Regions from separate parts of the Mus musculus genome. Here region 1 is linked to region 2. Evidence: chromatin contacts called from public HiChIP or PLAC-seq data. All regions are on one chromosome and are shown on one strand. The core of a region is the stretch at or near the end of the contact, and the rest is flanking DNA. Distances in the headings are between cores, read along the strand shown.

Region 1 (5,017 bases), core at 2,007-4,506, 35 kb before region 2:
CTAAAGTGACATTGTGGAGAGACTTAATCCTTCTGTGGCTGCCTGTGTTAACCAAAGGCTCTTCTGGCATTCAGATTCTCAAGTCCCCGGGACCTTGCAACTTAACAGCAAGAGAAAAAACAAAAACAAAACCAGAAAAATGAAGGTCAGCGATGATCCCCCGCTGCAGGGACTCAGGGGCCTCCAAGGGGCTTTTACACTTGGGAGCACAAGACTGCCTGGTTCCACAGGGAATTGACAGAGTGGAGCCTTTGTCCCCCCCAGTGGCAGCCATCTACCACAGAGCATCAGGTTCCACCTCGGGAGGAGTTATGGTAACTGAATGTGCATCTGGTTGTACAGCTACAGCTTGGAGGTGAGGGAAGGCGAGAAGCGCCTGGAGTGAAGCCCTGCTGGGCTGTGTGGGCTCTCTCTCTCTCTCTGGTCCCTGGGTCTCCACGAGGATTCCTCGCTCTGCTCTCCCTCCCTCATGGACGCTGTGCTCCCGGAGGCCTCAACTCAAGCTTTCCTCACTCACCACCCTGCAAGCTGCCCTGACAGTGGCTCTGGGCTGAGATGGAGCCATGAGCCCGCATAGACGATGACAGCAGTGTTTGTGAATGGAGGCGGCCTGGTGAACACACATTGTGACAGGTGGGAGCGGAGGGACAGCGTGGAAAGCAGCTGTCAGACCGAGGGCGGCAAGGACAGCGAGGAGGACCAGCAGCGCCAGCTGACACCCTTCGAGAAACTGACTCAGGACATGTGCCAGGATGAGAAGGTGGTGAGGGAGATCACGCTGGGGAAACGCATTGGCTTCTATCGGATTCGAGGGGAGATCGGAAGCGGAAACTTTTCCCAGGTCAAGCTGGGGATTCACTCCCTAACCAAAGGTAGGATGGGACTAATTGGGGGTGGGTTTAGAAGGCGACTTAAGGCCACATTCGGTTTGTACTGGTGTGTCATAAACAATGGCCTGGAATTATACAGACGACCTAGACCATTAGCTCTCTAAATGATAGGTTCCAAGGTCCCCTCGAACCAACCAGACAGACTACTCCCTTTCTTGGGAAATGAAGGGCTTGCTCTCAGGGACTCTTCTCCTTTAGTCTTCTTTGTAGATGTTCCCAGTGACGCTTGAATCTTCACACTTGGCAGCTACTGGTTGCCCTGGGACTAGCCTACCCTAATTGGACCCTTTCCCAGAGTTAGCCCAGCTTAGTTAAAGCTAGGAATTGGCTTACGGGAGAAAAACACTGGCCAGTCAGCATGCTGAAACCACCATCTGAAGCTCAGGGTCCCCCTCCAGAGAGACCCTTCCTGATGTCTCCTTGACCTACCCTGTTACCACGCCCCAAAGTCCTTTCTTCTATCAGAGATAACTTTTGCTTTCAGTTTAGTCCCATGACCTTTTAATCTGTTTTACCCCTGAAGAAAACGTAACAGACCTAATATAGCACGGTGGTATGGGACTTGCCCAGCATATGCACAGCCAAATAAAAAGCATCACCCCCAACACACTGGCACATTGGTACATACACTCAGAGGTCACTGGAGCATCAAATCTTCCGCCCCGTTTGAAAGCTTCCTGGGTATCTGGGTTCACACTTCTGCGTCTCAGCTACCTTAGTCTTCTCTGTAAGTTAAAATACCTCTCCCAGTTTGCATTGGCAAATGCATCCAGTAACAGTGTTTGCCTCACTGGGTGTCCGGAGGAATGAGTAAATGATCAATCAATCAGTACTAGTTATTGACAAGATTTTTCAGGTACATCTATCTTGCCTTTGTGCAATCGAAGATAAATCGAAGTCTCCTTTTCAACAGAATTTCATTCCTCATATAAACCAAGACCAGTTCACCTGCACTCCCTGTGGACTGTGACTTCCAGCTCTGCTGTTACAGGTGATGCTCCAGAGACTTCTCATCCCCAGACTTGTTGGGATGCTAATCTCACCATTTTCTTCTTTTGAGTCAGGGTTTCTTTCCTTCAGTTGCCAAGACCAGTATTGAACTCATTCTGTAGCTCAAACATATCATGAACTCTTTATTCTCTGGCCCCAGTCTCCTAAGTACATGGAATTACAGGCCTGTGCCACCAGGCCTAATAGTTAGCATTTCATGTACATAAACTCGTGTACAGTGGTTTGTATGTGTGCCTGTGGTGCTGAGAACCAAACCCAGGGCCAAGTACATTGCAAATGAGCACTCTAAGCTACACCTCAGCCCTGGAGTGGTTTTAAATATACTCATTTTCTCTGTGAACTTTTTCTTATTTTAGTGTTTTAGAAGATTTATTTTTAGATAGGAATGGTGGCACATTCATTTAATCCTGACAATGGGGAGGCAAATGCAGGCAAGATCTCTTGAGTTTGAGACAAGCCTGGTCTACAGAGTGCCAGGTCAGCCAGGACAACACAGAGAAACCCTGTCTTGAAAAAAAAGGAAATATTTATTTTTATTTTGTTTTATGTGTATCCGTATTTATTACATGTATGTCAGTGCACCACATGTATGCCTGATCTTTACAGAGGCCAGAAAGGGGGACTGGGATCCCTTGGAACTAAAGTTACAGATGGTTGATAGCTGCCACGTGGGTGCTGGAAACAAACCTGGGACCTCTGGAAGAGCAGCCAGTGACCCCAGCCAGCTCTCTGGCCTTTTTCTTTTCCTTTAAAAATAAATTTTAACTTAGTTACTCAATAAGTCTACATATTTTTGGGATACAGAATAACATACACACATGCACACACACATATATTATGCAATGATCGTATGGGGACATTTATCACCTCAGGTGCTTGCCATTTTTCGGGTAAGCAATATTCAACACTGTCTCTACATGTATTCCTAGGCGTTGGTTCTGTTATTCAGAAGACACAGTGGAAAGTTTCAATACACAGTGTCAAACTTCAGGGGCAATTTTTAAAGCTTTATTCATAAAACTATATCTTTACTTGGTTTTGGTGCTTTTTAGTGCAACTCAGAGGTCCACCTGCCTCTGCCTCCAAGGCACTGAGATTAAAGGTGTAAGCCACTGCCGGGCATTAGACTACATCTAGACTAACAATGCAGATCTAACCGGGAGGGCTGTGACTTTTCAGTCATCTAGAACAGAATGAAAGAAAAGACAAGGAGGTGAGGGGCCAGAAGTTGAGACAGACATCATGGTTAGGGAGAGTAGAGGAGACCTTGGATAAAGCCATACCCGGAGAGAAAAGGCCACACCCATGCTACAGAAGCCTGCAGACTGCAGAAGGCTGAGCAAGTACCCTGATGTGGCCGGCTCTGTGTGGTCGCTGTGAGTGCAGCTCGGGTGTAGAACTTGACAGAGGACATGGGGGATGGGAGTGAGTACTCACTGTAGGCTGAGCTTTGACTTGAGGATCAGGAAGATTTGTCTCACCAACTCAAGCAGGCATCTGACTTCATGCAAACTACTTTGTTTTCAGTTGTATTGTTAATAAATTACAGACCATGATTCTTAAATTCGTCAGATAACATGTGAAGTTTAGGGTCTATAGTTGCTACTTAATAAACGGCGGCTCTCAAAAAAAAATTTTAAATCAACTACTTTAAAAGGAAATTAATGTTACAATAATGGGGAAAACATCAGTTGCATAGAAAGTAATGGCAAAAATTTGGATGTAATAATATAGTGGTAAAATAAACAGGAACAGTTTTTTTTTTTTTTAAAGATTTATTATTAATTATATGGAAGTACACTGTAGCTATTTTCAGACATACCAGAAGAGGGCATCAGATCTCGTTACATATGGTTGTGAGCCACCATGTAGTTGCTGGTATTTGAACTCCGGACTTTCGGAAGAACACTCGGTGCTCTTACCCACTGAGCCATCTCTCCAGCCTCCGATTTTAAAGTTTTAAGAAGAAATTATGGGAAAAAAAAAGAAGAAGAAATTATGAGCTAACCAAAGTAATTGAGTAAAACAACCAATACACAACTTTCTTTTTGCATTGATTAGGAGAATTGGCTAGAATAACATTTTTATTCTGTAATAACATTTTATGTGGTTGAAGGCTACTTAAGGCTGCCTGTGCATGACAATCATTTTGCGCCTTGTGAATCTTAAGGGCTTCACATTAGGAAACCATGGTGTTATCCAGTCTCTTCTGTCTTATAGATGAGGAAGTAAAGTCCAGATCTGGCTGCTCCCACATTACAACAAAGCTGGGTGTGCAACTGGCTTTCCATCCTACTTGACGAGGCTTCCTTGGCATTTTGGAATAACATTGAAGAGGCACGTCTCTCCTACCATGCCTCCGACAAGCTAGCCAAAGTTAGCTGCTACTGATGCCACTTTTAGACTCTGGACACTCTCCCCACTTTCATAGTACTCCCAAGCAGTGATTTTGTCAAACAAACAGGAAAACAACCAGGAACAACACAAGTATGTAACTGTGTTAGCCAGCTTTTTCGTATTATGACAGAATGCCTGACATAATAAAGCTTTGAGGGGGAAAGGTTTATTTCATTAATACTTTTAAGAAATTTCAGTCCTTGCTTAGTTGATCCCGTTGCCTTTGGCCCTGTGGTGAGGCAATACAGCTCAGTAGGAGTTATACTAGATAAAGCTGCTCATTGCATGCAGCCTAGAAGCAAGAGGGGAGACATGCAGAGAGACCAGGGTTCCACTGTCCCCTTCAAGGGGTCACTCTCAATGCCTAACATCATCCCAGGAGGTCCCACCTCTTAAGCTTCTGCTACCTCCCAGAAGCATCATGGACCAAGGACCAAGTCTCTAGGACATGTCATAGCCAAACTGTAACAGTAACCATGTCTCACGAAAGCAGCATGGAGTCTTCTTACAGCTGACTTCCTGTCTGTCCTTCTCCCCTCAAACAATGTCCAGGAGAAAAGAGGTATCATGACTCACGGAAAAAGGCAGGGCAGTCCCGAGGGACACATGGACTTTGGAGTTAGTCTGGTTTTCTTGGAATTGTGATTCTTTGTTTTTCTATCTGTGTGGCTACAAAAAAAAAAAAAAAAAAAACTCTGTCTCCATTCTGCGTGTTCTCC
Region 2 (5,199 bases), core at 2,296-4,795:
AGAAAACCCTATCAGAGAATTGTAAACAGCCACACATACCACAACAAAGGCTTGGAGACCTGCAAATCACAATACAGGCATTCTGAATTTGGCCCAGACTAATGAGACCATCTAGAATTGATACTACTTTCTTTGCCGAAATTGACTCAACGGGTCTTCTCCTTTTAGCTCACTTCCCAGCCTTGATTCAAACAAAAACACAGATAAGCTAATCTAGCACACCTGGTACTTGATTATTGTAAGCAGTTACTGGCTGATCTACTGCATTATTGAAGAGAAACCAGGATATTTAGAGCGTTCATCTTCCTTTAGGAGCACATAAGCAAACATTGTTATAAAGTCTTTAACCTCAGCTATACACGTATACAGCTCTCTTCTCAGTCATCTTTTCTACAAAACTTCCCTAGATAAACCAGTTTTCTAATCAAGGACCTGTATTCCTATTCAAACCGTCATTCACACTTAAGTCACCACAGCCTACGCCATTGAAATATTAGTTATGAACAGTTTTTCTATCTGCATTGGACAACATATTTTGATTCCTTTTGTTTCTTGAGACACGGTCCCTGCGTAGGTCTGGCTGCCCTGGAATTCACTGTGTGGACTAGGCTGGCCTTGAACTTGCAAAGATTCAAGTTCTCTTGAATCTCTTGAGTACTAAGATTAAAGGTATGCACCACATCCAGCTATCTGATTTTTTTGAACTATCCTTCTGAGCAGTGGTAGAGACTTAAGAGTATAGAATACTTAAAGGTGGGCTGGGGAGATGGCTCAGTGGTTAAGAGCACTGACTGCTCTTCTGAAGGTCCTGAGTTCAAATCCCAGCAACCACTTGGTGGCTCACAATTATCCGTAATGAGATCTGACATCTTCTTCTGGAGTGTCTTGAAGACAGCTACAGTGTACTTACATATAATAATAAATATATCTTTTTTTTTAAAGAATACTTAAAGGTTGGGTGAATTTGGAATTAGAATAATCCAAGGACTTCTTTTTAGATTCAAATGCCTATTTATTAGTAAGTTTTGCTATCACTTTTGAGATAAGAGAAAGTATAAGGCCAAACAGTGCCTAGGAGTTTAAAGAAATTGGCTTCCTACCACTATGGTTCAAAGCAAAGGGTAGGTCTGAATCATGCTCAGATCCTAATCTGAACATTGTTAGGAGCCCAAATGGAATCAGAGCATCTGCCAGTCTTCCACTAATTCTCACAGGAACCCACAAGTAACCATAAACCCAACAAGGGGTGAACTTTAAAAGGTTGGTTTCTCTTTATTGCTCCGTTGACAGACATTAAGCAAACATCAACAAGTGCCAAGCATTAGGATGAGCAGATTAAGACTCCCGAGCTATTATGTAGCCATTCATTTGGTAACACGTTTCTCAACCTTTTTAATCTAAAAGTGACACAGCTGTCTGCTATATGGCTCTGTCAGACCAGCCATCAAGTACCAAGGCTAGGCTTTATTCTAAATGAAGCAATTGTCACTTTCGACTTCTTTGCTTACATAAATACAAAAATGTATAAACAGATGGGCAGTGGTGGTGCACACATTTAATCCCAGCACTTGGGAGGCAGAGGCAGGAGGATTTCTGAGTTCGAGGCCAGCCTGGTCTACAGAGTGAGTTCCAGGACAGCCAGGGCTATACAGAGAAACCCTGTCTCGATAAACCAAAAAAAAAAAAAAAAAAAAAATTGTATAAAGAGATTCTTAAACACAGTTCATTATCTCCTTCAACCACAAATTCAGTTCTCCTAGATAATTAGAAGTCCAGCCAGGCATTAAATCATTCCAGACACCTATGTTCCATCCGTGTCTTGGGATTTTCTATTTCTTCTAAAAACAATGTCTCTAAAATCTCAGTTAAAAACAAAACAAAACTCAGAAATAAGTCCATCTGTTAATGATATGAATAAGCAATCAGGAGGGATATTTGTGAAAAACAAAAAACAAACATTAAAAGCAAGGCCCAGATGACTTCAAACATCATCTTTATACTCCCTCTTCCCCAGTGTCAGAGAAACCCGAGAGAACATTACACTAAAGGGAAACTTTGCTAATTTAGGAGAGCTACATCCACAAAAAGACAGCCTCTCTTTCTTTTCACGAGACAGGCTATGCTTACTCTCCATCTCCATGCAAAACTAACTGAAACTTTAAAAGTCTGACCAAAGAACATGCACTGTTGAGAAGGCTCAACCTGCAGAGAGTCACTTGCAGATATCTGTGGAGGACTTTCAGCCTTGTCTCCAGTCTGATGGAATCTGCACAATAAAAATTTAAACCACAGCATGGAAGGAAAAAAAAAAATCTGTAACTATGAGTAGTCTGGTTTGTTAATGTTTGGCATGCCCTTGCTTCTCAAGATTCAACCCTAAAATACAGCAAAGGTTAGCAGCCATCGCACCAGCAGGAGGGAGGTTGCAGTAGAGGTGGGTAGAGAAAACAGGCAGAGATGGCCTGAGGCCAAGGCCACAGGGGCAAGCTTGGCAAGAAGGACAACCTCCTGCCACCTACTCCCCAATTCCCTCCTCCAGAATGTTGCCAAGCAATTCTTTCCCTACCACTGGTCAAAGAAGGTCATGTTTCCAAAGACTTCCATACACCTTGCTTTGAAACTTCCATGACTTAAACCAAAGTCTGTGTGCCGGTTGGGCCATCACATCTTTATAACACTTAAGGCTGGCTGTTATTAACAGTAGTAGACGAGAACATCTTAGCAGAAAGGGAGGGGGAGGGGAAAAGTGAGAGGGAGGGGAGAGAAAGGGGGGAGGTGCCGAGCTCACTAATCTTTGCTTTTCAGCAAGCCACGTACCAAAGGGGTCCAGGCCATCAATCCTTGGCTAGGTCTAAATCACAATTGTGATTTCTTGCACCCGAATTGGGGAGAAGTAACACTGCCCACTTTCCCTCATCAATGCTGTAAGTGGAGGCAGGACACACCCCCTGCCAACCTACAACCCTCCCTCTGAGCCTGAGCTTCCCCATCCCTTTGGGGTCCACCATTAACCCGAGGGTCGCTCTGACACCCCAGCTCCCTTCTGATCCCCTGCCGACGCCTCCACTTCGGTGGTCACAGGCACCTCTAAGGCGACTCCGGCTTCTGACTATGTCATCAGAACACGGAGCCCTCAACGCCCTCTGCCTTCTCTGCGCGTCCCGCCGGCGCACAGTGGAGTCCGGGTCCCCTCCGGAGTCCCCAAGCCCTCAAGCTCCCACACAAGCTCGCTCCCAGCGCCCCATCCTCCGGGACCCGGCTCACGCCTTAGCCCAGACCAGAGCGCAGAGCCTTCCGGCCTGGTCAAGGACACCGCCTCCTCCCCGCACACGCCGCCCGCGGCCTCGGCCTTTGGCTGGCCGGCCCCGCGCGGGACACTCACCCAAAGGGGATCAGACCCTGGAAGAAGAACGAGCAAAGCAAGGAGACCGCAGACTGTGCCTCCCGCCCTCCGCAGCTTTATAGCCACCGACCCACCCGACTCGGGCAGCGCCGGGAGGGGACAGAGGGCGGGACAGCGGCTACCTCTGCCAATCCCGGGACTCAGAGTCGCTCGGGAGCGCCCGCCCCCCGATCCGCTTTCAGCCAATGAGAGGCGGGGACTCGCTAGGGTTTTCCCTCGCTGCCGGAAGGGCGGGGTAAGGGGTGGGAACAAAGTCCGAGGACCTGGGAAGTGGGGTGAGACGGTGACGTAGGGTGGCCCGAGAACAAGCCTGCCAATGGCGGGACGGCGAGAGACGGCGAGAGCCAACGGGAGCGGAGTGAGAGGTTCTCCGACCAATTGAAGGTCAGTGAGAGGAGATAGAGACCAATGGCGACTCGGCGTCCCACTCCTGGGGAGAGATGGTCAAGGGTGGGAGGTGAGTTGGTCCCCCGCTTGGGAGGCTGTCAGGTTGCCTAGCAACCACAGCTCGGCTTCACCTGTAAAATATTTGAAATACTTGATTTGAATTCAGTCGTGACTCTTTTCTAAGTTTCCAGAGCAGCAAATTGCATCTGCATCACAAGTTTTAGCATAATGCTTCACCCAGAATTTCTAAATTTGTAAGTATTCTTAAGTGTCCAATTTAAACTACCTTGGCTTTTATAGAAACTGCGACTGAGACAATAAGTAAACCTAAAAAACGATATTTTAGGATATAGGAGTGAATAAGAATGATGCAGGGCTTGTCTGAGAAGGAAGGTTTATACAAATCAGTGTTTGTTGTTGTTTTGGTTTTCGTTTTTTGTTTGTTTGTTTTTTTTAATTTATTATTTTGGCACTTGGTCCAAACAGAAACTGTACTGCTTAGCTTTGTTGAGGTTGAATGACTGAGGTTCAGAACTGTATTACTAACTCTTCGTCCTTTTTTTAATCATTAAATACATTTTTTTAAAAAAAACTTTTATTGGATATTTTCTTTATTTACATTTCAAATGTTATCCCCTTTCCTGGTTTCCCCTCCGAAAAACACCCTCCCACTATCACCTCCCCTCTCCCCCTGCTCACAAACCCATCCACTCCTGCTTCCTGGCCCTGGCATTCCCACACTGGAGCATAGAGCTTCCATAGGACAAAGGGCCTCTTCTCCCACTGATGTCCGACTAGGCCATCCTCTGCTGCATATGCAGCTGGAGCCATGAGTCCCACCATGTGTGCTCTTTGGTTGGTGGCTTAGTCCCTGGGAGCTCTGGGGGTACTGGTTAGTTCATATAGTTGTTCCTCCTATGAGGCTGCAAACCCCTTCAACTCCTTGGGTCCTTTTTCTGGTTCCTTCATTGGGGACCCTATGCTCAGTCCAGTGGATGGCTGTGAGCACCCACTAAGGTATATTTGTCAGGCACAATTCTTCTTATGTTAATTCCATTACCCCTCCAAGAACTGTGGATAAGGGCTATTGATAATTCATTGTTTCTTAGCACTACTGCTGTGTGAAGTTTATTGTACACTACAGATGCTAACTTGCTAAGCAAAACAGGCCTTGCCCCAAAGGGAATGAGAGGTGTCATTGTATTTGTTTGGTCTTATCTGAGCTAAATATGGGTAACCATGGCTGGAAACATGAGTATGTGTTTCCCCGAAAGATGTGTTCCACTACAAAAGAAGCTGTGTGAACTGTTAGAGCTTTAGAACAAAAACAGTAAATGCATTTACAAAATGCATGGTGATAATGTCAAGTATGGAGTTACAGTGTTCAGGAAAAAAGTCTGCTGGAGGCC

The links. HiChIP or PLAC-seq counts read pairs in DNA pulled down with a chosen protein or histone mark.
Region 1: a contact with region 2 is called in an H3K4me3 HiChIP or PLAC-seq map of the SCID.adh cell line, with 31 read pairs. The contact joins the enhancer-like site here to the promoter of Hmgcs1 in region 2. A contact is called at or near these places in 2 of 15 datasets of contacts at CTCF or cohesin (CD8 T cells and the NIH/3T3 cell line), 17 of 484 Hi-C or Micro-C datasets (the HPC-7 cell line, the MC3T3-E1 cell line, MC3T3-E1-derived osteoblasts and 11 more), 11 of 115 datasets of contacts at active chromatin or transcription factors (the 230-238 cell line, the HPC-7 cell line, the SCID.adh cell line and 8 more) and 3 of 9 other capture datasets (adipose tissue, liver and pancreatic islet).

The regions. Positions count from the first base shown.
Region 1 is chr13:119,723,435-119,728,451 of GRCm38.p6, reverse strand. It overlaps Nim1k (NIM1 serine/threonine protein kinase), which reads left to right. Exons shown (of 4, transcript NM_175538.3): 2 at 1-872. The coding sequence starts at 581. Among named protein-coding and RNA genes, the nearest start is that of Gm52026, 16 kb to the left of the region's middle. Within about 2 kb of position 3,256, at least 4 of the 459 cell types and tissues checked have an H3K27ac peak or open chromatin away from gene starts, as enhancers often do. A contact at or near this core is called in the SCID.adh cell line and bone marrow-derived macrophages, where this site is marked.
Region 2 is chr13:119,688,697-119,693,895 of GRCm38.p6, reverse strand. It overlaps Hmgcs1 (3-hydroxy-3-methylglutaryl-Coenzyme A synthase 1), which reads right to left and starts at 3,545. Exons shown (of 10, transcript NM_001291439.1): 1 at 3,383-3,545.